7 separate regions of the Sus scrofa genome follow, and all the other regions are linked to region 1. The links are chromatin contacts, called in public Hi-C, HiChIP or PLAC-seq and promoter capture Hi-C maps. All regions are on one chromosome and are shown on one strand. The core of a region is the stretch at or near the end of the contact, and the rest is flanking DNA. Distances in the headings are between cores, read along the strand shown. Region 1 holds the start of CALM3 (calmodulin 3). Region 2 holds the start of ARHGAP35 (rho GTPase-activating protein 35). Region 3 holds the start of PGLYRP1 (peptidoglycan recognition protein 1). Region 4 overlaps AP2S1 (adaptor related protein complex 2 sigma 1 subunit). Region 5 holds the start of HIF3A (hypoxia-inducible factor 3-alpha). Region 6 holds the start of SLC1A5 (neutral amino acid transporter B(0)). Region 7 holds the start of LOC100513542 (serine/threonine-protein phosphatase 5).

Evidence for each region. Promoter capture Hi-C pulls out the DNA fragments that hold promoters and counts their contacts. A called contact is a pair of places that touch in the nucleus more often than the background predicts. HiChIP or PLAC-seq counts read pairs in DNA pulled down with a chosen protein or histone mark.
Region 2: a contact with region 1 is called in a Hi-C map of skeletal muscle, with 5 times the contacts expected there. The contact joins the promoter of ARHGAP35 here to the promoter of CALM3 in region 1. A contact is called at or near these places in 1 of 5 promoter capture datasets (fetal skeletal muscle), 1 of 47 Hi-C or Micro-C datasets (skeletal muscle) and 1 of 2 datasets of contacts at active chromatin or transcription factors (alveolar macrophages).
Region 3: a contact with region 1 is called in an H3K27ac HiChIP or PLAC-seq map of skeletal muscle, with 2.8 times the contacts expected there. The contact joins the promoter of PGLYRP1 here to the promoter of CALM3 in region 1. A contact is called at or near these places in 1 of 5 promoter capture datasets (liver), 9 of 47 Hi-C or Micro-C datasets (embryonic fibroblasts, fetal heart ventricle, fetal skeletal muscle and 6 more) and 1 of 2 datasets of contacts at active chromatin or transcription factors (skeletal muscle).
Region 4: a contact with region 1 is called in a Hi-C map of liver, with 3 times the contacts expected there. The contact joins the enhancer-like site here to the promoter of CALM3 in region 1. A contact is called at or near these places in 4 of 5 promoter capture datasets (fetal liver, fetal skeletal muscle and liver), 3 of 47 Hi-C or Micro-C datasets (liver, skeletal muscle and subcutaneous adipose tissue) and 2 of 2 datasets of contacts at active chromatin or transcription factors (alveolar macrophages and skeletal muscle).
Region 5: a contact with region 1 is called in a promoter capture Hi-C map of fetal skeletal muscle, with 2.5 times the contacts expected there. The contact joins the promoter of HIF3A here to the promoter of CALM3 in region 1. A contact is called at or near these places in 2 of 5 promoter capture datasets (fetal skeletal muscle and liver) and 3 of 47 Hi-C or Micro-C datasets (embryonic fibroblasts, omental adipose tissue and retroperitoneal adipose tissue).
Region 6: a contact with region 1 is called in an H3K27ac HiChIP or PLAC-seq map of alveolar macrophages. The contact joins the promoter of SLC1A5 here to the promoter of CALM3 in region 1. A contact is called at or near these places in 1 of 47 Hi-C or Micro-C datasets (liver) and 2 of 2 datasets of contacts at active chromatin or transcription factors (alveolar macrophages and skeletal muscle).
Region 7: a contact with region 1 is called in an H3K27ac HiChIP or PLAC-seq map of alveolar macrophages. The contact joins the promoter of LOC100513542 here to the promoter of CALM3 in region 1. A contact is called at or near these places in 1 of 5 promoter capture datasets (fetal liver) and 1 of 2 datasets of contacts at active chromatin or transcription factors (alveolar macrophages).

What each region holds. Positions count from the first base shown.
Region 1 is chr6:52,505,291-52,508,728 of Sscrofa11.1, reverse strand. CALM3 (calmodulin 3) reads right to left here and starts at 1,750. Exons shown (of 6, transcript NM_001244209.1): 1 at 1,583-1,750. The coding sequence starts at 1,585.
Region 2 is chr6:52,709,620-52,713,057 of Sscrofa11.1, reverse strand. ARHGAP35 (rho GTPase-activating protein 35) reads right to left here and starts at 1,595. Exons shown (of 7, transcript XM_021094622.1): 1 at 845-1,595.
Region 3 is chr6:52,320,786-52,324,223 of Sscrofa11.1, reverse strand. It overlaps PGLYRP1 (peptidoglycan recognition protein 1), which reads left to right and starts at 1,720. Exons shown (of 3, transcript NM_001001260.1): 1 at 1,720-2,015. The coding sequence starts at 1,732.
Region 4 is chr6:52,692,771-52,696,208 of Sscrofa11.1, reverse strand. It overlaps AP2S1 (adaptor related protein complex 2 sigma 1 subunit), which reads left to right. Exons shown (of 4, transcript NM_001244453.1): 4 at 173-569. The coding sequence ends at 274. Among named protein-coding and RNA genes, the nearest start is that of AP2S1, 8.7 kb to the left of the region's middle. Within about 2 kb of position 1,603, at least 12 of the 83 cell types and tissues checked have an H3K27ac peak or open chromatin away from gene starts, as enhancers often do. A contact at or near this core is called in liver and skeletal muscle, where this site is marked.
Region 5 is chr6:52,341,381-52,344,818 of Sscrofa11.1, reverse strand. HIF3A (hypoxia-inducible factor 3-alpha) reads right to left here and starts at 1,926. Exons shown (of 15, transcript XM_021094603.1): 1 at 1,845-1,926. The coding sequence starts at 1,870.
Region 6 is chr6:52,659,921-52,663,358 of Sscrofa11.1, reverse strand. It overlaps SLC1A5 (neutral amino acid transporter B(0)), which reads left to right and starts at 1,895. Exons shown (of 8, transcript XM_003127238.5): 1 at 1,895-3,117. The coding sequence starts at 2,549.
Region 7 is chr6:52,371,479-52,374,916 of Sscrofa11.1, reverse strand. LOC100513542 (serine/threonine-protein phosphatase 5) reads right to left here and starts at 1,651. Exons shown (of 13, transcript XM_003127234.6): 1 at 1-1,651. It overlaps HIF3A (hypoxia-inducible factor 3-alpha), which reads right to left. Exons shown (of 15, transcript XM_021094603.1): 15 at 1-1,956. The coding sequence ends at 1,859.

The sequences.
Region 1 (3,438 bases), core at 501-3,000:
CTGTGTGAATTCACAGAAGCACTCAGTGAGGGCCCTGAACGGAACAAGTGGACCTCAGGCCGATGAAGGGGTCCCTTTGGAGGTTCTCTCTGGTCAAGCTCTGCAGCCCCCACCCCGAGGCCACAGGAACAGGCGTCTGATTGTCACTGACGCCACACTGTACTGCACTGTCATTTGGCACAAGCGAGGAGATGCAGAGCAGTGCGTGGAGCTGGAGACCACGAGAAAACCAACACTCCTGTTTGGAGAAACCAGCTCTCTTGGTCTGAAAGGGCCATCAAGGGGGTGAGGTTCAAGGCTTAAAAAGCTGGCTCATTTGATGCATCCCAAACTTTGATTTCCCCACCCCCATTTCATGCAGCTTCAGTGCGCAATAGAGGCCGGAACAACTCCGCCCACTGGCTCCCACTGCCTGGTGCCCTCTGCCCAGCCCCATCTTATGAGAAGGGGACCCTAGACCCACTCTCTCTGGCCTCTGCAGCCAGCCGCCCCCCATCCAGAATGAGCAGTCTTTGTCCCGGCTTTGCCCTGGAAACTTCCAGGAAGCTACCCACATCCACCTTCAAACCTAGGCCAACCTCAGCTGCCATTCATTTGCTCCAACATGTCTGCGGATCTCCTTCCACCACCCAAATCAAAGTGCTCGCCCACCCCTCACCTTGGAAACCCACCCCCTCGTGAACCCAAACACAACACTCCTCCCCACTCCTCTCCCCCCAAAACCAACCTCCTGTCCTAGTTTACCAGCCTTAACCCACTGGTAACCTCAGAATCTTCCCTGGCTGCCCCCCAACATCAACCACAGGGCCCCCGGACCCCGCACCACTGGCAAGCACGCTATCCCCTTTTAACCACTTCCCGACCCCAATCCTTTCCAGTCCCCATAGACTTCAGAGCATCTTCTAACCTCTGTCGCCACCCACCCTAGGCTCTTCCTCCCCAAGCTTGCACCTCACCCTCCTCCTTCTTCCTCTGCAATGTCTCTGGAGAACCTCCTTCTCTCCCCTCGAGGGTCTGGTCTGCAGGAGTGACCCCCACCTCCCTGGTCCCAGGAGCACCCCTCCCCACCCAGGCCCAGTTATCCACGGCCCCCTTTTGGGGAGCTCCCTAGCAGCCTGGCTTCCTTCCGATCCCCCTTCCCTGCATCCTCTCAGGACCCAAAGCCTTTATCAGGGCACAGATCACCCCCTTCTCTAGCCAACGTTTCTTCCCTCGCTCCCCTGGAATTCAAACACCCCACTTCGGGGACCAAACGCCTCATTCTGGGTCCAGGAGCCCTTCCCATTTGAGGGTCCAGATGCTCCATCCCGGGTTCCAGTGCCCCCCTTGGAGGACTCAGGTGCCCATTCTGGGGTCTAACTACCCCATGCTATACTTCTGGAAGACCCCCAAAGCCCTTGTGGGATCCAAATGTCCCGCTCTGGGTTCCAATGCCCCCGACTGAGGAGCAGAGAGGGGTCCAGAGGCGCTCGCTGGGGCCGAAACGCTCCCCCATTCTGGGTCCGCTCGCGCTCTCAGGGGTCCTGCCCCTCCGTGCCCGCCTCAGAGCCCCCGGCCTCGGCGGCCTCTCAGCCTCACTCACCATGGCGAGGCCCGGGGTGTCCGGAGCGCGGGGGTCAAGGTTCCTCCGGCGGCGGCAGCAGCTGCAGCAGCTCGAGCTCCGCCGCGCGTCCGCGCCTCCACACTCACTGCCCGCAGCGCGCGCCGCCGCCGCCGCCGCCCGCCCCAACGGTCCCTCAACGGCCGCCGCGCGCGCCCCGCCCCGCCCCGCCCGGCCCCGCCCCGCACGCGCGTCGCCGCACTGCGGCTCCCACGGATCCCTCCGCGCCTCCCTCCGCACCACCGGGCCCGCGGATCTCTCGCTCTCGGTTCGCGCAGACCTGTGTTTACGGCCGGCCGCGCGGGCACCCGCGCGGGACTACTTTCCGTCGCCGCGCGCCCCGCCCCCGTGCGGCTTTACTTTTCCCCTCGGCGGAGGGGCACCTTACGGCGGCGCGTGACGCGTCCCTGTGTGAGACGCGCCACTATTGGGCCCGGGTTATGGCGGAAATGAAAGCGCGGTGCCGATTGGTCCGGCCTTCCCTGCAATGCGTCAAATTGGGGCGAGCCACTGTGTGGTGGTGGTGGGGATTCTGAAATGTGTGGCTGCGTGGAGCCGTGAGGTGTAACGAGGCGAAGGGGAAAACTCTGTGACTGTTAGAGAAGCAACTACATAGTCTTTGCAGTCAGAGAGTAGTAAGAGGGCTGGTGGAAGATGCAGAAGCTCTTTCTCGGCTCTCCCCTCTAACAGATGGAAGATGGTGCAATCCAAAATGCTGGCCTGGAAGCTCCGCCCCTAACTGGACCCTCCGAGTTGGCGGGGTCTACAAGGTTCAGCTGGTTACTTAGAACTTCCACCTGTTGGGGCCAGGTGTCTCCACCCTGAGACACACTCTACAGGTGTGCAGAACGCCTGTCCCCCTGATTGGCCCAAGGTCTGTGAAGCTGGGGCCACCCCGGGACGATCTCTGGGAATATGGCATTAATTCAGCCTTCAATTAAGCCTAAATTGAGCGCCTCCTGTAAGGCTGGACCAGTGTACTTGGCTTGGCTGGGGAGCCCAGACTTGCACTGTCTTATTGTGTTGTAGACCACCTGACTCTTGCACTCCTTGTGCCTAGGTTCCAACCATAGGAGGAAAAGAGTGTGAAGGTTAACTGTGACTGTTTCCTGGAGCTCAGAAACAGTTGTGAGCGGTCATTTGATTGAATTGTGGTTAAAAAGGATGTGTGCAGAAGCGATATGTGAAACTTTTGGACATGCCCTTAAGGGGGTGGAGAGCATGCTGTCCTTTCTCTCACCTTGCCTGCTGATGGAACAGCCTGGTAGGCATTAGAGGAGAGACCAATGGGAGCAAACTCACCTAAGATCTGGATGATTTTCTGGAGCAGAGCTCACCTTTTTGTCCCCAGTGCCAAAATTTTATGCAAGAGAGAGAGACTTTTTTTTTTTTTTTTTTCTTTCTAGGGCCACACCTGTGGCATATGGAGGTTCCCAAGCTAGGGGTCAAATTGGAGCTACAGCTGCTGGCCTACATCACAGCCACAGCAATGAGAGATCCCAGCCACATCTGCAACCTACACCACAGCTCAGGGCAATGCCAGATCTTTAACTCACTGAGCAGGGCCAGGGATCGAACCTGCATCCTCATGGATCCTAGTCGGGTTCATTAACTGCTGAGCCACGACGGGAATTTTGAGGAATACATTTCTCTATGGCTTAAGTCACTGTTATTTTGGGTCACTGTGTTATAGCAGCCAAACATGAACGTGTTCCCTTTTTGGTTAGTGCCCTTGCATTGGTGGAAGCTGACTCGGATGCCTGCTTTGGGGGAGGACCTGTGGTTCAGGTGTAAACCATCAACTTTTCTTATTTCCATACCTCTGACTGGTTCAGAGC
Region 2 (3,438 bases), core at 346-2,845, 200 kb before region 1:
GAGGGGCAGAGAGGGGAGGCAGCAAAGTCTGGAAGAGAGGAAAGGATGTGAATGACACATTTTGACTAAGGGAGGAGGCAGGCAAGGTGCATCTGAGAGGCAGGGGTCAGAGAGCCCAAAGGGGTATCCGGGGGGGAGGTGTGGGACAGATTTTGCGAGGAGACAGTAGGGCCCAAGAGGGAGATGGAATTAAGTCCAAAGAGAAGACCTGGGGCAGCAGTGCCGAGACAAACGGGGTCCCAGATGGATCTCCAAGGAGGTGGAACCGCAGTTCCTAGAGGGACAGCTCCAGGGGGTGCAAGAGAGGGTAACAGCAGACCGGTCAAAGAAGGGGGCAGGGGCAGGGTGCTGAGAGCGGAACGGGAGAAGGCAGAAGGGTCACGAACCAGAATGTGAAGGTCCAGAATTAAGGGATGCGGAAGGGTCACGGAGGAGGTGGGTCCCATGAGCACTGCAGAGTCCGGGAGGGGCGAGGGGCATTACTGAGGGAAGGAAGAGGGAAAGGGGAGGCGCAGAATTGCGAGCGGAGTGGCTGCAGTGGCCGAGGGAAGGGGGAGGCCGAGGCAGACACAGAGATCCCAATGGGTCGGAGGGTGGGGGCAGACGCGGCGACAGCAGGGCTGAGGCGGGCAGGGGCAAGTCCGAAGGGCAGGCGGGCCCCGGCGGGCCGGGCCACAGCGCGAAGCGGCGGGGCCCGGGGGGCTGGGGGGCCGCTCCCTCCCCTCCCCCTCCGGCTCCTCCATTGTTCGCGGGCTCCGGGCCCCGCGGTCCCCGCCTTCCCCTGGACCCCACAACGGGGCGGCGCCCGGCCTCGCCACCGGGGCCCACGAGCTCGCGCACTCACCAGCTGGACGTCCTCAGCGCGGCCCCGGCCTCCGGATTCCCGGGAGCGGCGACGGCGGCCCCGGCGCCATGTTCTGTTGCTCCTCGTCCAGCGGCGGCTGAAGCGGCGGCGGCGGCGGCGGCGGCGGCAGCTCCGGCGGCGGGGGGCCGGGCGGACCCTCCCTCGCGGGCTCCCTCCTCCGCCTCCTCCACCTCCTCCTCCCGCCGCTCCGCTGCTCTCCCTCGGGGCGGGGGGCGGGGAGGGGAAGGGGGGAGGGGCGGGAACCAGGGGGAGGGCGGACCAGCCTCGCTTGCTCGCTCCCTCCCTCCCTCGCAATGGCGGCAGCGGCACCTCCTTCCTGCGGCCCCAGCTCCCGCGCGCGTGCCCCCTCGCTACTGCGCGTGCGTGGTGCGGGGACCTCTGCAGGGGGATAACGGCCCCTGAGCGCGCGCCGCGAGGGAATAACCCGCGCTGGGTGGGGGAGAAGTGAAAGCCCGTACGCGCCCGAGGGGCTCACTGCTACCGCAGCGGCCGGGTCCAGGGAACGGGCGCACAGGGCGCAGTGCGCGTGCGCCCCAAGAAAATGCCGCTACTGCGGTGGCTGCGGCGCGAGGCAGCGCGAGGCAGAAGGAACGGGGTGGGCAACTGCGCGTGCGCGATAAGGGATGCCAGCCGCAGCGTCTACTCGCGCTGAGGCGAAGGGAGTGGTCCGCGGGGGGCGCGCGCACCGTTGCGCGCGCCAGAAGCAGCCGATGCCCTCCTCACGCGGCCTCTTGGAGAAAACGGGAGAGAGGCATGGCCCGGCTTTGGGGGCGGGGGCGAAGGGCGCGATCCCGCTCGCGCGGGACCTGAGCAGCCAATGAGAGGCAAAGGGAGGTGGGCTTGCCGCGCGAGCGCAGCCCCCGGGATAACGGAGGAGGAAAGAGGGAGCGACGTAACGTGGGGCGGTGGGACGGAGCTGAGGAGGAGGGAGCGCACCCAGTGAGGGAATTGATTGGGGAACAGGAGGAGGCGTGGCCCGCCTTAGCCCAATCCGAACCTTGCATTTCGTCGTTCCGGAAGAGAGGGCGGTGCTGAGGAGCGCGTGCTATTTTCCCAAGCAGTGAGGAAAATCTGCAGGTTATGTGCGAGTTATTAAGACTTGCTGTGGGTTCTGTGAAGCCCTGATTTCCTGGAGAGGGGCGAGGGCCTGGTCCTCCAGGTCAGCATTGTGCAAATGACTGCAAGTCAAATGTCAGTTCGGGCGCCCGGAGGGGAAATATTAGTGATGGGAAGGGGCACTGCTATAACCCCAGAGTTCTTGTGAACTGAAGAGGGGTTCCTCTGGGATCCCTCCGGAAGTACGGATCGTGGAAGTTGAGCGTTCTGGGAGCTCAGTCAATATTTAAGGAATGCATGAAGAAACGCTATGCTTCTTACTGCATTTTTCGTTTCTTAGTCTCTTCATGTAAAAAGTGGAATGATAATCTTATCTCTTTAGTAAGGTTTGTTGTGAGAATTTAAGGAGTTCTATGTGTAAAGCACAGAAAATCATGGCTTGTTCTAAAAACGTTGATGGAGTTTCTGTCGTGGCACAGCGGAAACGAATCCGACTAGGAACCATGAGGTTGAGTGTTTGATCCCTGGCCTCGCTCAGTGGGTTAAGGATCCGGCGTTGCCGTGAGCTGTGCTATAGGTCACAGACATGGCTGAGATCTGGCGTTGCTGTGGCTGTGGCGTAGGCCAGCAGCAGTAGCTCCCATTAGACCCCTATCTAGCCTGGGAACCTCCATATGCCGTGGGTGTGGCCCTAAAAAGACAAAAAGACAAAAAATAAAAATAAAAAAATTTAAAAAGTTGATAAATAAAAACCTTTGTCCTCACGGATGCTAGTCGTTGTTTTTTGTTTTCGTTGTTTTTTGTCTTTTTGCCATTTCTTGGGCCCCGCCCGCGGCATATGGAGGTTCCCAGGCTAGGGGTCGAATCAGAGCTGCAGCCCCCGGCCTACGCCAGAGCCACAGCAACGCAGGATCCGAGCCCCGTCTGCAACCTACACCACAGCTCACAGCAACGCCGGATCCTTAACCCACTGAGCAAGGCCAGGGATTGAATCCGCCACCTCATGGTTCCTAGTTGGATTCATTAACCACTGCACCACGATGGGAACTCCATTTTTTTGAGGTTACATCTCACTGCCCTTTTTCTTTAGTTGAAGTGTACTTGATTTATAGTGTTGCGTTAGATGTACCCAAGTTTTAAAGCAGCCCAGGGAGTTCCCTTTGTGGCTCAGCGAGAACGAACCTGGCTAGTATCCTTGAGGATGCAAATTCAATCCCTGACCCCACACAGTGGGTTAAGGATCTGGCATTGCCTGTGAGCTGAGCTGTAGGTTGCAGATGAATTTTGGATCCCATGTTGCTGTGCCTGTGGCAAAGGCCAGCAGCTGTAGTCCTGATTGGATCCCTAGCCTGGGAACTTCCATATGCATAGGTGTGACCATAAGAAGAAAAAAAATTTAAAGCATCCCATTAAATAAAGGTTTTCTGATTACCGATAAGGGTCAGTTCCTTTGACTTTTTTTTTTTTACACTTTTAATGCATGAAGTTTGATTTTTATATATTAAGGTTTGTTTTTA
Region 3 (3,438 bases), core at 471-2,970, 180 kb after region 1:
AAGGTAATCACCTCACTGACGTTGAAGAAATGCAAATAAAACAAGATACCTCCTTGGACTGACCACATGGCTGGGGAAAATAAATACTAAAACTTTCTTGGAATGGTATTTGGCAATATCTATTAATATCTAAAACGTAGCTTTTACCTCACCTGCATGCTTGCTACATTGTGTATTCATAGTGTGCAAATTAATAGAGATCTCCACTATTACTTCTATTACTCTAAAATACTATTAACCGTATTAACTATGAAAGTTTTCTTTTCTATAGGTATCTTATTTTTTAATGCTTTTGAAATGAATTGAGACACAAAAAATGCATATCCAACAACTCAACAATCCCAGGAATGGGATTATTTTCTTCCCTTTGCAAATTGATAACAAAAAGGCAAACAACCCACTTTTTTAGTGGGCAATGGAGATTAATGCGCGATTGACAAGAGGCAAATCCGAATGCGCAGCAAATAGAAAAATACTCAATCTCCTGAGTGGTCATAAAATTGCCAATTAAAGTCCCAGGAGTTCCTGTTGTGGTGCAGTGGGTTCAGAACTCGACTGTCTGCAGTGGCTCAGGTTGCTGGGAAGATGTGGGTTCAATCCCTGGCCAGTGCAATGGGTTAAAGGATCCAGCATTGCCCCTGCTAGTAGTGCAATGGGTTAAAGGATCCAGCATTGCCCCTGCTAGTTTGGATTCAATCCCTGCCCCCAGGAACTTCCATATGTCCCAGTGGTGCTTATGTGGAGCTATGAATGAATCAGACATCTTCTAAGGAATCAACTTATGAGTTAGGTGCTTTATATTATCAGCCCACTTTGCATATGGGGAAAACTGAGGCACAGAAAGGTTAAGTCAATTGCCTAAGATCACACACTGGAACGTCACCAAAATTTTTTTTTTGTTGTCTTTTTTTTTTTGCTATTTCTTTGGGCCGCTCCCACTGCATATGGAGGTTCCCAGGCTAGGGGTCGAATCGGAGCTGTAGCCACTGACCTACGCCAGAGCCACAGCAACGCGGGATCCGAACCGCGTCTGCAACCTACACCACAGCTCACGGCAACGCCGGATCGTTAACCCACTGAGCAAGGGCAGGGACCGAACCCGCAACCTCATGGTTCCTAGTCGGATTCGTTAACCACTGCGCCACGACGGGAACGCCCCAAAATTTAAATGCAGGCAACCTGGCTCTGAATTTGGGCTCTGAATCAGGCTCCACTACCTCCCACGGGTCAGCAACATGACTAGTCCTCTTCCCGCCTCAGTTTACTCAACTGTGAAATGGGCTTCCCAATACTCAGTTCAGTTTGTTGTGAGGGTTAAGTAACATTGGGCTTAGGCCTGGGCTAAGTGTTTTTTAAAATGGGAGCCTTTGTTTCTTCAGTCCTGGCAAGAAGAAGGGAGAAGGCCAGGGGCCCCTCTCCTTCCCTTTTTAAGTTCCTGGTGAGCCGTCCAATGCTCCACTGAGAGGGCAGGGCAGAGATCCAGACCCTGGCTCTTCCAAAAACCACTGGGCAGAGTGCCCACCCCCACCTCCGCGGGGTCAGGACCCCGCCTCTCCTCTCCCGGACTTGACCACACCTCACTCTGTTGCGGCCGGGACCAGAAAAGGAAGCGATCTGGGGTCCCACCGGGAAGTCCCTGGGGGTGTGATGCAAGCCCTTCCCCCACCAACCCCGCAGATAAAGGCACAGGGCCAGCCTCGAGCTGCCAGGCGCCTGTGCGCCCTGCCCGCCATGGCCCGCAGCTGCGCGCTGCTCTCCTGGGCCCTCCTCGCCCTCTTCGCCCTCCTCGGGGCTGCTGGGGGAGGTCCGGCAAACTGCATCCCCATTGTGTCCCGCAGAGAGTGGGGGGCCCTGGCGTCCGAGTGCTCTGCGAACCTGAGACGGCCAGTGCGCTACGTGGTGGTATCGCACACGGCGGGCAGCACCTGCGATAACCCGGCCTCATGCCGGCGTCAGGTCCAGAACGTGCAGCACTACCACGTGCGGACGCTGCACTGGTGCGACGTGGGCTACAAGTGAGTGCAGAGCTGGGGCAAACGCTGGATCCACGACTGCGGGGGGCGGGTGCGCGCGGGGCCGGGAGACCGGGTGATGGGGCTCTAGAACCTCCAGGCCGACACCCCCTGGCGCCTTACTCAACGCGCAGCATCCTCGTTTTCCCCCAGGGTCGCGGCTTAGAGCTGGGTGCGTGCAGGCAGCGCGAAGATGCTTAGGAGGAGGGGAAGTGCTGAAGTCCGAGCTCTGCCCCCCGGAGGTAGGGTCAGACTTTGCCAACACCAGGAAGGTGTCCTGTGCACTAGAGTCCCAGGGCCTGGTGAAGCACGGGGCGGGGCTCCAGTCCCAGCTCTTCTGGCTGCTGGCTGAGCGCTGGGGCAGGCGGTCACCCTCTCTCAGCTTCAGTTTCATCTTCCTCCTCTAAAAGTCAATGGGATCGTGGCCTACTCCATCACTAAGCCAGCAGATAACGTGCAAAACGCTCAGGACACCGCCTGGCTTGGAATGGGAGTCCCCAAACTTATGGACTACTGGCACCTACTACTATATGCCAGGCTGGGCGCAGATGCTGGATGTGGACACATGAACAGGGCGAATCCAGCCCAAAGGGAGTTAAAGACCAGCAGGGAGCAAGGTCAGCAAGATGCATTCCGATGGTGATAGAAGCGATGGAGAAAAGGAACAGGGTGATGGACACGGCTCCGGTCTATGGGAGCTGAAGACGGAGTGTAGTAAGCTGTGGTAAAGCATAGGTAAAGGCTAGGAGGCTGAGTGAGTGGGTCCTGCCTGTGGGACAGAGGTCACGGGGCTGGAGATAGCTGGGAAGAATGACATGAAATGAGGAGGAAGGAGTTGGCAGGGGCCAGATCGCACAGGGGCTTGAGGCCCAGGGGGAGGACTTCGATTCTAACACCGGAGCGATGGGACGATGTGAGCCTGCTTGGGTGAGGAGCTCCCTCTGGCGGCCGTGTGGAGAACAGACTGTAGCGGGTGGCGGCGCGGGGTGGACCGGAGAGCAGAAACAGGGGCGGCGATTGGTTAGATCTGCTTCTGGGCCACGCCCACCAGCTCTCGTCCAAGGTAATAGGCTAGGGTCCTGCACAAGGGTTTCTGCAGCGAAAGAGATTTGGACTCTAGGGTTCTCAGGCCCCGATAAGCACCAGAATCACCTCACTGGAAATGTATGTTCCCAGGCCACATCCTTCGAGACTGCTTCAGTAAGGCTGGGGGAGGCCGGGAAATCTGAGGACCTCACTCAGAGAACTCTAGAAGCCTTCAAAGGTATCCCTAGCTCTTCTGGCTCAAGATTTTTATAATTCAAAGGCTCCAACTTCAAAGTTTTGTTTCTAAGGTCAGGCGCTCCAATTCTAAGTGTTTCCCTGAAGGAATGAAGCAGCCTCTGGATCTAAATCACTTTCTAGGAAAGCAGATTGGAGTCTGTTT
Region 4 (3,438 bases), core at 354-2,853, 190 kb before region 1:
GGCTGGGAGTTGGGGGCAGGAGGGTGGGCCAGAACCCTACAGCTGCCCCAGTGCCTCTGCTGATGCCTGGTCCCTGGCTGTCAGGCGTCAGAGCGCCCCCCAGGTCCTGAGGTTCAGATCAGCATTCTGGGGTGATCGCCCCGGGATCTCCCCTTGACCTCCCTTCACTCAGGTTTACACGGTCGTGGACGAGATGTTCCTGGCCGGTGAGATCCGTGAGACCAGCCAGACGAAGGTGCTCAAACAGCTGCTGATGCTGCAGTCCCTGGAGTGAGGGCGGCCGCCCGGCTTCTCACCCCTCCCCGGACCAGCCTGCTCCCTCCCCGTTCCCAGGCCTGGCATCGTTGCCCCCTGCGGCTCCTCCCTCAGCTGCCCAGGAGGAAGGCACCCAGCTGGGTCTGGGCCACAAGGGAGGAAGCCCCACCCCACGGCCCCTGGGCCCCAACTGCGGGCAGAGGCCACTTCGCGTGTACCGAGTACCCGTGCCTGTTGTCATTGTGTGATGCTGTGAGTGCGTGCGTGGAGCCCCCCAATAAATCTGTGGTCCCCGCCTGGCCTCATGTCTTTGAGCACTTGTCTGTCTTCCCTGGGAAACGTGGGCAGCTCCCGGTGCCCTGCCATCAGTGTGTCAGATAGTCAACAAACCCTCCTCATCCTGAGCAAGGTGGTGGGGTTGGGGGATGGGTGCATTCACACCTGCTTCTGCCCACAGAGGGTACCCGAGCCTGGAAGGGGTGACAGACTGAGACACTGAGCACTTGCTACTAAAATAATCATAGCATTGTTATTTCTGGTGGCTCAGCAGGTTAAGGATCTGGTGTTGTCACTGCTGTGGCTTGGCCCGGGGAACTTCTGCATGCTGTGGGTGCAGCCAAAAGAATATAATAAATGGTGGTACTCTTAGCCCACATTGACAGCTCTTAAGCTCAGTTCTAAGGATCCATGCCTATTACCTTACTTAATCCTCACGGGATGAGTAGCCCCATTTTCCAGAGGAGATCGCCGAGTTTAAAAAGACTCACGTAGCTAGTCTGCAGCTGAACCAGGTTGGTTTTGAGCCCAGGTGGCTCCAGACTCCATGTTCTTTTTTTTTTTTTCTTTTTTGGCCACCCTATGGCAAATGGAAGTTCCTGGGCCGGGCTTGAACCTGAGCTGGAGCTTTGACTTATGCCTCAGCTGCGGCCACGCCGGATCATTTACCCACTGCGCTCCAGCGGAAGTTCGCAGAATCCTCAATAACCGCCAGACCGGAGGTGGTTGCAAGTGCAGGCACTGGACCCAGTGTTCGTGGTTCTCAGGCACGGCCCCGCTGGCACTTGGGGTGGGTTGATTCTTTCTGGCATGAGACTGTGCCAGTAGTGGCCTGATTGTCTGCCTCCATCTGCCAATTGCCAGTCCTCAGTGGCCCTTGGCCATTGTGACAAGAAAACATCATTGCATGTTTCTGGTCCCCTCTGGACTGGTCGCGTCCCCCTCCCCCCACTCCCCCAGCCCCTGCCCATTGAGAGCAGCGTGATGGCCTTTGGCTGCAGCCGTGACCAGCTCCCTTGGCAGAGCCAAGAACAGCACCAGGCATGTTGACTCTGCTCTTATTAATGTGCCAGCGCTTTGCGTCACTCTCCCAACTACAGAGGCAGGCGTGTTCCAGCTCAGCCACATCCACACTGTGAAGACTTGGGGTAAGTCACTTAACCTCTCTGACCTCTGTTTCTTCATCTGGAATGTGGGTTGAGGAGTTCCCGATGTGGCTCAGTGGGTTAAGAACCTGACTAGTATCTATGAGGGTGCAGGTTTGATCCCTGGGCTTGTTCAAGTGGGTTAAGGATCCAGGGTTGCCATGAGCTATGGTGTAGTTTACAGACGAGGCTCGGATCTGGCGTTGCTGTGGCTGTGACATAGGCTGGCAGCTGCAGCTCTGATTTGACCTCAGGCCTGAGAACGTCTATATGCCACACAGGTGTGGCCAAAAAAGCTAAATAAAATAAACTGAAAACCAAGTGCGTTGAGTTATCTCACGGCATATTGAATTAAGGACCCAGCTTTGTCACTGCAGTGGCTTGGGTCAATGCTATTTGATCCCTGGCCCCGGAATCAAAGGGCGGGAACAAACAAACAAAAAAAAAAACAAGTGCCGGCAAGCATGCGGAGCAACCAAACTCTCATATATTGCTGGTGGGATTGCGAAATGGGGCAGGATCTCACAAAGTTAAACATTATGCTTACTTTATGACTCAGCACACAGACTCCTGTTTGGCCAAGAGAAATAAAAACTGGGAGTTTGGGTCGTGGCTCAGTCATTATGAACCCAACTAATTTCCATGAAGATGCAGCTTCCATCCCTGGCCTTGCTCAGTGGGTTAAGTAAGGAACTGGTGTTACTGCAACCTTTGGGGTAGGTTGAAGATCTGGCTCAGATCTGGCATTGTGGAGTTCCCGTTGCGATGCAGCGGAAACCAATCCAACTAGTATCCATGAGGATGCAGGTTTGATCCCTGGCTTTGCTAGTGTGTCGAGGATCCAGCGTTGCCGTAGATGCGACTCAGATCCCCAGGTGCTGTGGCTGTGGCTGTGGCAGCTCCAATCTGACCCCTGGCCCAGAGAACTTCCATATGCCTCAGGTTTGGCCATTAAAAAAAAAAAAGAGAGAGAGAATAGGCCAGAAACAGACACACAAATCCATGGAGATTTAGTACAAGACAGAAGGGGCCTTCCAGACCCTGGGGGAGGGTGTGGGTTACACCCATGGGCTGGGAGATCTGATTGCTCCCTCACACCATACACAAAAGTCATCCCCGTGGGTTGCAGAACAAAGTGCTTAGATGATGGAGTTCCCATCATGGTGCCGCGGAAACGAATCCAACTAAGAACCATGAGGTTGAGGGTTCGATCCCTGGCTTTGCTCAGTGGGTTAAGGATCCGGTGTTTCCGTGAGCTGTGGTGTAGGTCACAGACGCAGCTCGCATGCCACGTTGCTGTGGCTGTGGTGTAGGCCGGCAGCTACAGCTCTGATTCGACCCCTAGCCTGGGAACCTCCATATGCTTCGAGTGTGGCCCTAAAAATTTTTTTTAAAAAGGGGAAAAAAAAAAAAAAAGAAGATGAGGAACAGCCAAATGGGCTAATGTGCAAAAGAGGAAGGGGGAAACATCTTTAGAAGTCCCTGAAGATGCGGACAGGAGGCGGGCTAGGTACATGGGGTAGGAGATTGTATCTCTAGCTCAAGCCACATACAAAACAGCTGAGATGTAGCCTATTAGTTATCGGTGGGCTGAGTGAAGAGAGGCCTGGCAGGAGGGTGTGGGAGCCTCAGGAACCTGGTTGAGAGTGAATTCCAGGTGGGGATGGGAGAGATTATTTCCTTCTGGTCTGGGGAAGGGAGAGGCCAGCCCAGCCCAGCCCAGCCCAGAGGGTAATGTTAGCTGGAAAACTGGCTCCATGCC
Region 5 (3,438 bases), core at 677-3,176, 160 kb after region 1:
CCAGGAGCAAAGGCACGGAGAAAGCGGGACACCCTCCCTCACATTCAGCGCTGCCCCTGGACCTCTCTCTTCTGACACTCAGCTGGATATTGGGGGTCTTACAGAGAGTGCAGAAGTTGGGGGGGTGTTTAGGTTGAAATCCATGCAGAGATGCCTCTTGGATTGCCCTGAGGTGATCTGAGAGACCCAAGGGGCCAGAGCCAGAGTCTGGATTTGAGAAGGGACTTGGGGTTGGGGGGAGTCTCTCTACCCCTGACTCTGTTAATTCCCAAGGACATGGTAATCCAGGGAGGGGCCTGTGCCCGAGGTCCTATGTTCTCCAGGAACCCTCTGACCTGGGGACGCCTGGGGCTGAGTGCCCATCAGGGATCCCCCGAGAAGCATCCTTGCCTGAGGTGGGGTGGCATAAGGCCACGCTGGAAGAAGGGATGGGGGTAAGGGAGTATGGGGGGGCCCCACTCACCATCACCCAGACCCTGTTTGGCCTACGTGCCATCCTGGGGGTGCAGGAGGGGATGGAGTGTGTCCGGGATCGGGGTGCGAGTTATGAATGGGAGGTGCGTGGGCTCGGATGACACCACAGGAAAGGGCTGGCCTTGGATGGGGAGGGGGGCGCGCCCCAGCTCAGCTAAGAGGGGCCCCCACCCGACCAGGAGGGGGTGCTGGAAGGGGCTGGGCCAGGGCTGGCCCAGAAAGGGTGGGATAGAGTTCCCTGGCAGGCCCAGAGCCAGAGACTGGAATAGAATTGGTGGTGGGGGGGAATAGATGTGGGGTTAGAAAACATGGAAGTGTGGACGGATCCAATCAGACCTGCAAAGCCAGGGAGGAGGGGAAGGGGTGAGGCTTCCTGGACGCCTCAGATTAGATGGGGGAAACCTAAGGGTCAGGGACATTTTCCCGGGTCCCATGAAAACATGACCAGAGAGGACCCCTTGACAGTGGCCCTAGAGCACCAGTCTGTGCTGCCCCAGCAGATCTGCACCTGCTGGCGAGGGAACACAGAAACCCACCCCCTGCTCAGGGTGACCCCACCTGGGCCCGTGGCAAGGGGCGCTCCCATCACAGCTGGACCTGAATCAGGCTGGGCACCTCTCTGGGGTCTTCCCAAAATAAGGCTTGGGTGCCCCTTCCCAGCCTCTCAGGGACTACGTGGGGGTGGATGAGTGAGATAAGAGATTGGACCTTGATAACTGGGTCAGGTTGTTTTCCTGGTATTAAAGGGGTGACCCCACCTTCCAAAGGATACAAAAAGGCCCCTGGGAAGGGTCCCAGGTGGCTTCTGAAAGGTGACCCCCTCTGCCTAGTTCTAGGGAACCTAAGGTTTGGAAGACTATGTCAGGGAGGGTCCAATTAAAGGGGATTTCGCTTCCTAGAGACTATATCTGGGAAGGCTCAATTTGGAGACACCTCGTATCCCCTAGGATCCCACGGGTCTGGTGGCAACGAACAACTTCACTTCTGGGGGGTCAGGGGCCAGATGGTCAATATGCGGACGGAAAATACCTCCTGCAGAAACCGGGAACTGCTCAAACGCAACCACCCCCAACTCTGTGGGGACCCCGAGTTTCACCCCCTACGAGGAGGGGAAGCGAACCCGGAGCAGCAGGAAATCAAGGATTAGACCCCGAAGTCGCCCTAGGCTAGAGGGGCGTGGCAGCAGGGGACTTGGGGAAATGCCCCCACCCGGCAATCCCTTAGGGTGGAGGGGGAGGCGGGGATGTACCTCCAACCGCGCGTCCGAGGGCGCCCTAGGCTCGCACTCACGTCTTCCCCACCCGGCTCAGGGGGTCGCTGCAAGAAGAGCCCCCCAATTCCTAACATTCCTGCCCCCCAAGGCCCAGTACCTTGCGCGCTGTAGCCCCAGCGCCATGGCTCGCCACTCGCCGCTCTGGAGCCCTTCGAGGCCCCCAGCCCCCTCCCCTGGCCCGCGAGCCCCCTCCCCAGCTCCGCCCCCCGACGCGCGGTTGGCTGCGCCGCGCCAGGCCCGCGGCTCTAATTGGGCGAGCGGCCTGTCACTTCCAAGAAAGAGGCGGGACCAGAGACGAAGACTTGGAACTCCGGAGTGTGTGTATATGGGGGGGCGGGTACCATGGAATACACACACCCCCGCCAGCCACACCCGTGGCCGCGGACTTCTCGGCAGTGTATCCCTCACCACGCACGGGCCGAGGGCCGAGACTTCTGGCCCAGGCTCTCTCGCCAAGTTCGGACACCAATACTCTTCGGAATCCACCAAGTTCACTCTGTTCCTTACACCCCAGGCCCCGCCCTCTGACTCCCACTCCCATCCCTCTATTTCCCACCCCGGCTGGGCCCCTCCGACCTCCCAGCCCAACCCCTCAGTAGCCCAGTTCTGCCTCCTTTAGCTTCTCTTCCCAGTCCGCTGAGACCCCCCGCTTTTCTCCTCCGCCCCCAACTCCCCGCCCCAGCCCAGCTCTACAATCCCCGCCCCCTCTACCCCCAGCGTTCCCTCTTCGTCCCCGGCCCCTTCCTTCCACCCTCATCTCTCCTCTGGTGCCCACTCCCTCCGGCCCCAGCTCCTCCGGTCTGGCACCCTCTGTACCCCAGCCCCACCTCCTTGCCTCTCCCTTTTCAGGTTCCCATTGTGTTGAGTGATTAACTTTATGTCAAGTAAACATGTCAAAGTTAATCACAGCCACTTTTAAGAAGAGCAGAGAAATGCTGACTTTCTATCAGCGAAGTAAGAAGTGAAAGGCACAATGTCACCAAGGAGTGGCCAAAGGATTACAACTGGATAAGAAGCAGGAGGGTGTGTGTGTGTGTGTGTGTGTGTGTGTGTGTGTGTGTGTGGTGTGTGGTGTGTGGGTGTGTGTGTGGGTGTGTGTAGTGGGGCACTTATCCAAAGAGGATCAATATTCTCTCTTTTTTTTTTGGCTGCACCTGTGGCACATGGAAGTTCTGGGACCAGGGATGGAACCCCTGCTGGCATTCCGACCTGCGCCACAGCTGCAGCAACGCTAGATCCTTAACTCTCTGTGTCACATGGGAACTTCCAAAGACTTCTGCATCAGTATTCTGGATGCAGTTTGGGGCACGGAAGAGGACACTCTAGCAGAGTCTGTGGTTGTTGCCCACCCTGGCATCCTACTCAGTTTTCTTTGGGGAAACCACTTCTCTCCCCTCTCATTCTATTTAATTTGAAGATGGCTGGCCATACCCCTCCCCTCACCAGCTCCAGGGACTAGACCTCTTCAGGTTATTCTCTTCCCCTGATCACAGGGATTGGTTCCAGGAAGGCATGTGCCCTAACCTGGTCCAGTGAGAAGCAACCCTGAGACATTTGCTGCAACTACCACGAAAGAGGTTCTCTTTCTGCTGGAGTTGCCAAGCGGGTGGGATATGTGACTGGGGCTGATATGAATGAGAGGCTTGAATTAGAAAGGGCTGCAGGGAAGCAGTGTCCTATCCAAAGAAGCA
Region 6 (3,438 bases), core at 646-3,145, 150 kb before region 1:
TAACTTGCTTGAGGCCCCATGGCTGCTTCAGTAGGAAGCTCCTGAGAGGATCACTTTATCTTTAGTCTCTGAGCAAGTGTGAACACCTGATATTTTATCAGATAGCTGGCTGGGTGGGGAAGGAATTAGGATTTCAATAGGAGGCAGGGAGGCACAGGGACTCACAACTGGTTCTCTTTAAGGTTAGAGCCTGGAGAGGCAGGCTTTCAACACCTAGCCTCCCCAGGTGTGGCCTCAAGGCCAGTGAATTGCCCTCACCATAAGCCCCAGTTTTGCCCATCTGGAGAATGGGTATAGTGGTGGATCCAACCTCACTAAGCAATTATGAAGATTCCAATGAAATCAGGCATATGCATTTGTCACAAGGCAGCAAATGTCACTTACAGTTTGTGCATTTTGTGGGGAAAAAAAAGGACTACATACAAATACTGAACTCTGATTAATAAATGGGGACTTGGAGTTCCCATCCTGGTGCAGCAGAAATGAATCCGACTAGGAACCATGAGGCTGAGGGTTTGATCCCTGGCCTCGCTCAGTGGGTTAAGGATCTGGCGTTGCCGTGAGCTGTGGTTCAGGTCACCGACGCAGCTTGGATCTGTCTGGCGTTGCTGTGGCTGTTGCGTAGCTGGCAGCTGTAGCTCCAATTAGACCCCTAGCCCGGGAACCTCCACATGCTTTAGAGGCGACGCTAAAAAGACAAAAGAAAAAAAAGAAAAGAAAAAAAAGTATGGTGAAATAGTTGCAGCCTTTGGGTAGTGGGTATATGGATGTTTACTGTAAAATTCTTTAATTTTTTTGGCTTGAAATTTTTCATAATAAAAACGGGGACATATTTGGTGAAAGTAAAAGTATTAACAGTTGTTAAACTGAATTTTTATTATTTGATTTTATATTTTATTTTAATGGCCGCACCTGCATCATATGGACGTTCCCAGGCTAGGGGTCAAATCAGAGCTGCAGGCCTATGCCACAGTCACGGCAACACCAGATCCCAGCCACATCTGCGAGCTAACGTTTCAGGGTGACTCCTTAACCCACTGAGCCACATAGGGAACTCCTTGAATTACAATTTTAATGGATAAATTGCAAATTGCATACCTAGACAGAAGTGGATTACAATCCTAGTAAAGCCATAATTGAACGTGTGGGGCTCTGAACCGAGAAACTTTATTTTTCAAATTATTAGCACTGTTGTTTTTTTGTCTTTTTGCCATTTCTTGGGCTGCTCCGGGGGCACATGGGAGGTTCCCAGGCTAGGGGTCTAATTGTTGCTGTAACCACCAGTCTATGCCAGGGTCACAGCAACGCAGGATCCGAGCCACGTCTGCGACCTACACCACAGCTCACGGCAACGCCGGATCGTTAACCCACTGAGCAAGGCCAGGGATCGAACCCGCAACCTCATGGTTCCTAGTCGTTAACCACTGCGCCACGACGGGAAGTCCCTCAAATTATTAGCACTGTTAAATAAATCACTCCATCTCATTTAAATCTTACACCAATTAAGTGAGGGATCTGCATTTTACATTAGAGGAATTGACATTGTGAGAAGGGGCAAAAGACCGGAATGACGCCCTTAGGAGGCTAAATTGATCTGCAGATGAGCCGCCCCGCGGATAATCGGCACTTTGTACAAACAACTCACGCCAGGAACTTTGGTAGTTTAAACGCCCCAACCCAATACCCGATCCTTTGGCGGGAAAAAGCCTCCTCCCAACGCCCCGCCCCCTCGAACCCGGTCCCGGGTCCCGCGCCCCTATTGTTATTCTGCCTTCTATCTGGGGTGGCTGGGCCCTACTCAGGCCTAAGCCCCGCCCTGGAGGGCTCTGAACATGCCTCAGCCAATCGGCTCGCCCCGTGGGTGGGTCCCGGCTCTAACAAGCCTGGTCCGGGTTCTTAATTCTGGCAGCTTCCGCCGAGCGGGCTGAAAGCCACGCGGCAAGCCGGGGAGGTCTGGTCTCAGCTAACAGCTGTTCCCTCCCGGGATTCTGGACCGCTGCCTTAGCGACCCAGGGGCCGAGCTCTGACCCCTCGGACCCAAAAGCCTGGCCCCCACTTCTTCCTGGAGCTCTGTCTTCCAGCCCCCGGGCTCAAGCTCCCCAGCCCTCGGTTTCCAGGACCCAGGCACCCCAGTTTCCCGCCTCCCGGATCCACGCGTCCGAGATCTGCGCCACCCGGACCTAGCCTCTTGAAGACGGTCGTCGTCTGGAGCTTTTCGGAGCCAAGGACCCTAGGTCGCTGGTTGAGAAACTCTTTCTTCCCAACCCTCAGGACCAGAAACCCCAGGGGCTCGCTCCCACTTCCCAGCTTTCGAGCGCCAGACGCAAACGAAGAGCGGAGGAGCCCCAGCGCCCAGCCTAGGGCATCTCAAACACTCACGCTTCCGAGAGCCAAGAACTTCAGCGCCGTGAACTCGCAGCTCCAAGGAACCTTCCAAAGTTCCAGCCTCCAGGCTCTGTTAACTCCGTTCTAAGGAACGTCAGCGTCTTGGAAAGGAGCCCCAAGTGCTCCCAGCTTCCAGGCGTTAAGGAACCCCGGGGCGTCCGTCATGGTGGCCGAGACGCCCAAGGCCGACCCCAAGGCGTTCGCGGCGGCGGAGCCCACCGCCAACGGGGTCTCGGCCTTGATCCCCATAGAAGATTCGGACGCGGGAAAAGACGGCTGCTGCGGTTCCCGGGACCAGGTGCGCCGCTGCCTTCGCGCCAACTTGTTGGTGCTCCTGACCGTGGTGGCAGTGGTGGCGGGCGTGGCGCTGGGGCTAGGGGTGTCGGGGGCCGGCGGCGCACTAGCGCTGGGCCCCGCGCGCCTGGCGGCCTTCGCCTTCCCGGGCGAGATGCTCCTGCGCCTGCTAAAGATGATCATCTTGCCGCTGGTGGTGTGCAGTCTCATCGGCGGCGCCGCCAGCCTGGACCCGAGCTCGCTCGGCCGCCTGGGCGCCTGGGCGCTGCTCTTTTTCCTGGTCACCACACTGCTCGCGTCGGCGCTCGGCGTGGGCTTGGCGCTCGCGGTGCAGCCGGGCGCCGCCTTCGCCGCCATCAACGCCTCGGTCGGGGCCCCCGGCTCGGTGGAAAAGGCCCCCAGCAAGGAGGTGCTCGATTCGTTCCTGGATCTTGTGAGGTCAGACCCTGCCCTGCCCACCCGGTGGAGGGGTGGGGGGGAAGGGGGCGCTTCGGGCATGTGGAAAGGGGCCGTGTGCTGGGGTTGATGGGAGTGGCCACTCGGACAGGACGGGGGTTTGGGGTCCTCTGGGGCCAGGACAGCCCCAGGGCCCCGGGAAAACGGGATGGAGTAATTGGAGAAGTTCCGGCCCCTCGTAGGGTATAGAGGGCTTGGGTATGCAAGCGGGCCCCACAGGAAGGGGATAGGCATGGAAGCCGTCTAGAGGGAGAAGGAGTGACCCTGGGGGGATTGAGGGGACATAAGAGGGTCTTTTCTGTG
Region 7 (3,438 bases), core at 402-2,901, 130 kb after region 1:
CTCCATATGCCACGGGAGCGGCCCAAGAAATAGCAAAAAGACAAAAAAAAAAAAAAAAAAGTGTGGTTCTGAAGGTACTTGGTATAAGATCAAGACGGGAAACCCATTTTGCTTCTTTTTGATGAGAAAAGCAAGTCTTGCATGTAGCATTGAAAAAGAATTGAGCTGGACACAATGGAATACTACTCAGCCATAAAAAAGGATGACATAATGCCATTTGCAGCAACATGGATGGAACTAGAGAATCTCATACTGAGTGAAATGAGCCAGAAAGACAAAGACAAATACCATATGATATCACTTATAACTGGAATCTAATATCCAGCACAAATGAACATCTCCTCAGAAAAGAAAATCATGGACTTGGAGAAGAGACTTGTGGTTGCCTGATGGGAGGGGGAGGGAGTGGGAGGGATCGGGAGCTTGGGCTTATCAGATACAACCTAGAATAGATTTACAAGGAGATCCTGCTGAATAGCATTGAGAACTATGTCTAGATACTCATGTTGCAACAGAAGAAAGGGTGGGGGAAAAAACTGTAATTGCAATGTATACATCTAAGGATAACCTGACCCCTTTGCTGTACAGTGGGAAAATAAATAAAAAATAAAAATTAAAAAAAAAAAAAAAAAGAATTGAGCTGGGCATCTTGAGGTTTAGAATCAAAATGATTTAGACATTCGGAAGCCTGGATTTGGAACCAATCAAATGCATTACAGATCAGGAAGACTAGAAGCAATTCAAAGCTTAGGGTTGCAGGGTCCAGAATCAAAGGAAATCATTGGCCGTAAGAGCCAGAATCAGCAGGAGTTGGGGTATGTACCATCGAGAACAAGCGATCTTTATGGGGAGAGCTCTAGAGCCAGAGGACGCTGATGGTCATGGGCCTGTGGGAGTTGGAGGCTGTGAGGCCTAGAACCAGACAACCTTAGAGACTGTGCAACAGGAAAATCGATTTCGGAGGTTGCGCATTCTAAAACGAGAAAGAAATGAAGACTGTTAGATCTGGAATCAGAGCTTTTGGAGGCTGCAAGGCCTGAAGCAGACCACACTGGGGGTTGTGTGGTCTAGAACCATAGAGTGTTGCTGTTTAAGGTCTGGAAGCAGAGGTTGGGGGCTCCAGCTAAGTGTCCTAGGTGTAGCCAGTGGAGGCCCCCCCCCCAGTGGAAGCCCACCAATGGAGCTGGTGTCTACGCCAGGGAGGGGCCAGCAGAAGTCCAGGGGGGAGGAGTGGGCAGAGCTGAGGGGCCACTTGGGAAGCTAAGGGCTTGATCAGAAATCTATCTTGAGGTGTGAGATCTGACCCAGAGGGCCCCCGCTCCCCATTGACACCTGAGTTGGGGCCGGGGGCGGGGGGGAAGATGAGAGTTCCACATTATTATGAACCGCAGGTAATTTGCAGCGATTAAAAACATAATGAAAACAACAAAAATCAAAATAAGAATGAAAGAAAGATGGAAAGAAACCTGGTGATGGTTATCCACACTCCCCCAAGCCTGCAAATACAGCTCTGAACCCCACCCTCCCCAACCCCTGATTACTGAAAGCAAAGCCGAGAGAGCTGGAGAAAGGGATGAGGTAACCGGTATTGAGAACCCCAAGGGAAGTCCTGAGAGAAGCAGGAGGGGGCCAGGAACCCCCTCCCAGAGGTCACTGAGCTGAGACCACTCCAGAGCGCCCCAGACAGTAGGGGGTACGGAGGGGTGGGGGCTGAGGTAGGCCCAAGGCGGGTGGGGGCCCCTGAGAGGAGAGGGAACCCCTCTCCCGGCACCCCCACCCTGTGCGTTGGCTGCCGGCTTGGAGTATGATTGGCGTCCTCTCTGCGGGGGGCGGGAGGGAGGTGGGAAGAGGGCTGGGCTCAGTGGGCCTGGGCCAAGTCTGCCGCTGGCTGGAAGTGGCTCCTGGACTGGGCGGCGTCCTCATCCCGGGAGAGGGAGAGCAGGGAGGGGCCCAGGCCTGTGGGGGAGACGGAAGATAAGCGATTCACAGGAGTCATGCACCCTAACCCGGCCTCCCTTCCAAACAGTTAAGAGTATGGCTGGCGAGGCTGGCATGCCTGGATTCAACCAGGAGTGAAATCCTGGGCACGGTCTCCCTCAGCCTCAGGTGTCCAGGATGTTTAAGGCAGGAGTCAGGAAGCCCAGAGCCAGTTGCTGCCTGAGTTTGAATCCAGGCTCTACTGTTCACTTGCTGTATGCCCCGGGGGCAGGTGACGTTACCTCTCCGTGCCTCACCTAACCTCGTCCGTCTGCAAAGTGGGCTAAGAGCAGAACCTCCCTCCCAGGGCTGTTAGGAGGGTAATTGAGTGAATCCATGTAAAGCGCTGTGAACAGCGCTCAGTGAGCTCTTGTTATCTGGAAAACAGGGATACTTAGACCCACCTCCTTCATGAGAATCACTCATTCAAAAAATAGTTATTGAGGGGAGGGAGTTCCCTGGTGGCCTAATGGCTTAAGGATCTGGTGTTCTCACCGCTGAGGCTCAGGTTTGATCCCTGGCCTGGGAACTTCCAAATGCTGTGGGCACAGCCCCCCCTACAAAAACTTACTGAATACCTGGTGTGTGCCAAGCACGGGGGACACAGCAGTGAACAGGACAGAGGAAACTTGCTGCCTTCACGGGGCTGGCATTCCAGTGAGGGGAATCGATTGGATCACTTACATAACAGATTTAGCACAAAGCTTGGCACAAAGTGAGCACTAAATAAATGTCGGCTCTCTCTGCCCAGCCACTGCCCAGCCTCGCACACACAGTGGAGGACCCCTGCCCTGCATGACTGACGATAAACGAATAACGACATTGGAGTTCCCATCATGGCTCAATGGTTAACGAATCCGACTAGGAACCATGAGGTTGTGGGTTCGATCCCTGGCCTTGCTCAGTGGGTTAAGTAAGGATCCAGTATTGCTGGGAGCTATGGTGTAGGTTGCAGACATGGCTCCAATCTGGCATTGCTGTGGCTGTGGTGTAGACCAGCAGCTGTAGCTCCCATTGGACCCCTAGCCTGGGAACCTCCATATGCCACAGGTGTGGCCCTAAAAAGACAAAAAAGAAAAAAAGAAAACCTCCTGATGCCTGGAGGTTTTGGGTGGGAGATGGTGGAAGCAACACAAGCAGAAACAGCAGCTTGTCTTGTACCCTGCAGGGGGCAGAAGTGAGGGGAAGGGTGGGCTCTGGAACCAGCATCACAAGGGTGACATTTCCTGAGCGTTTACTGTGAAATGGGTCTGGTGCTAAGCGCTTCTTGTTCTGCATCCCCACAAATCCTCAGGACATCTCCTTAAAGTACAAACTCTTGATATAGCAGAAACCAGTGCCCACAGACACCCAGCTGGGAATGACCAAGGCACAATCAGACACAGGCTTCCGGAGACCTAGGCTTGGGCCCAGGCTCAGCTTCCACCTCAAGAGGCAGATCTGGCCAGCCCTGCCTCCCTC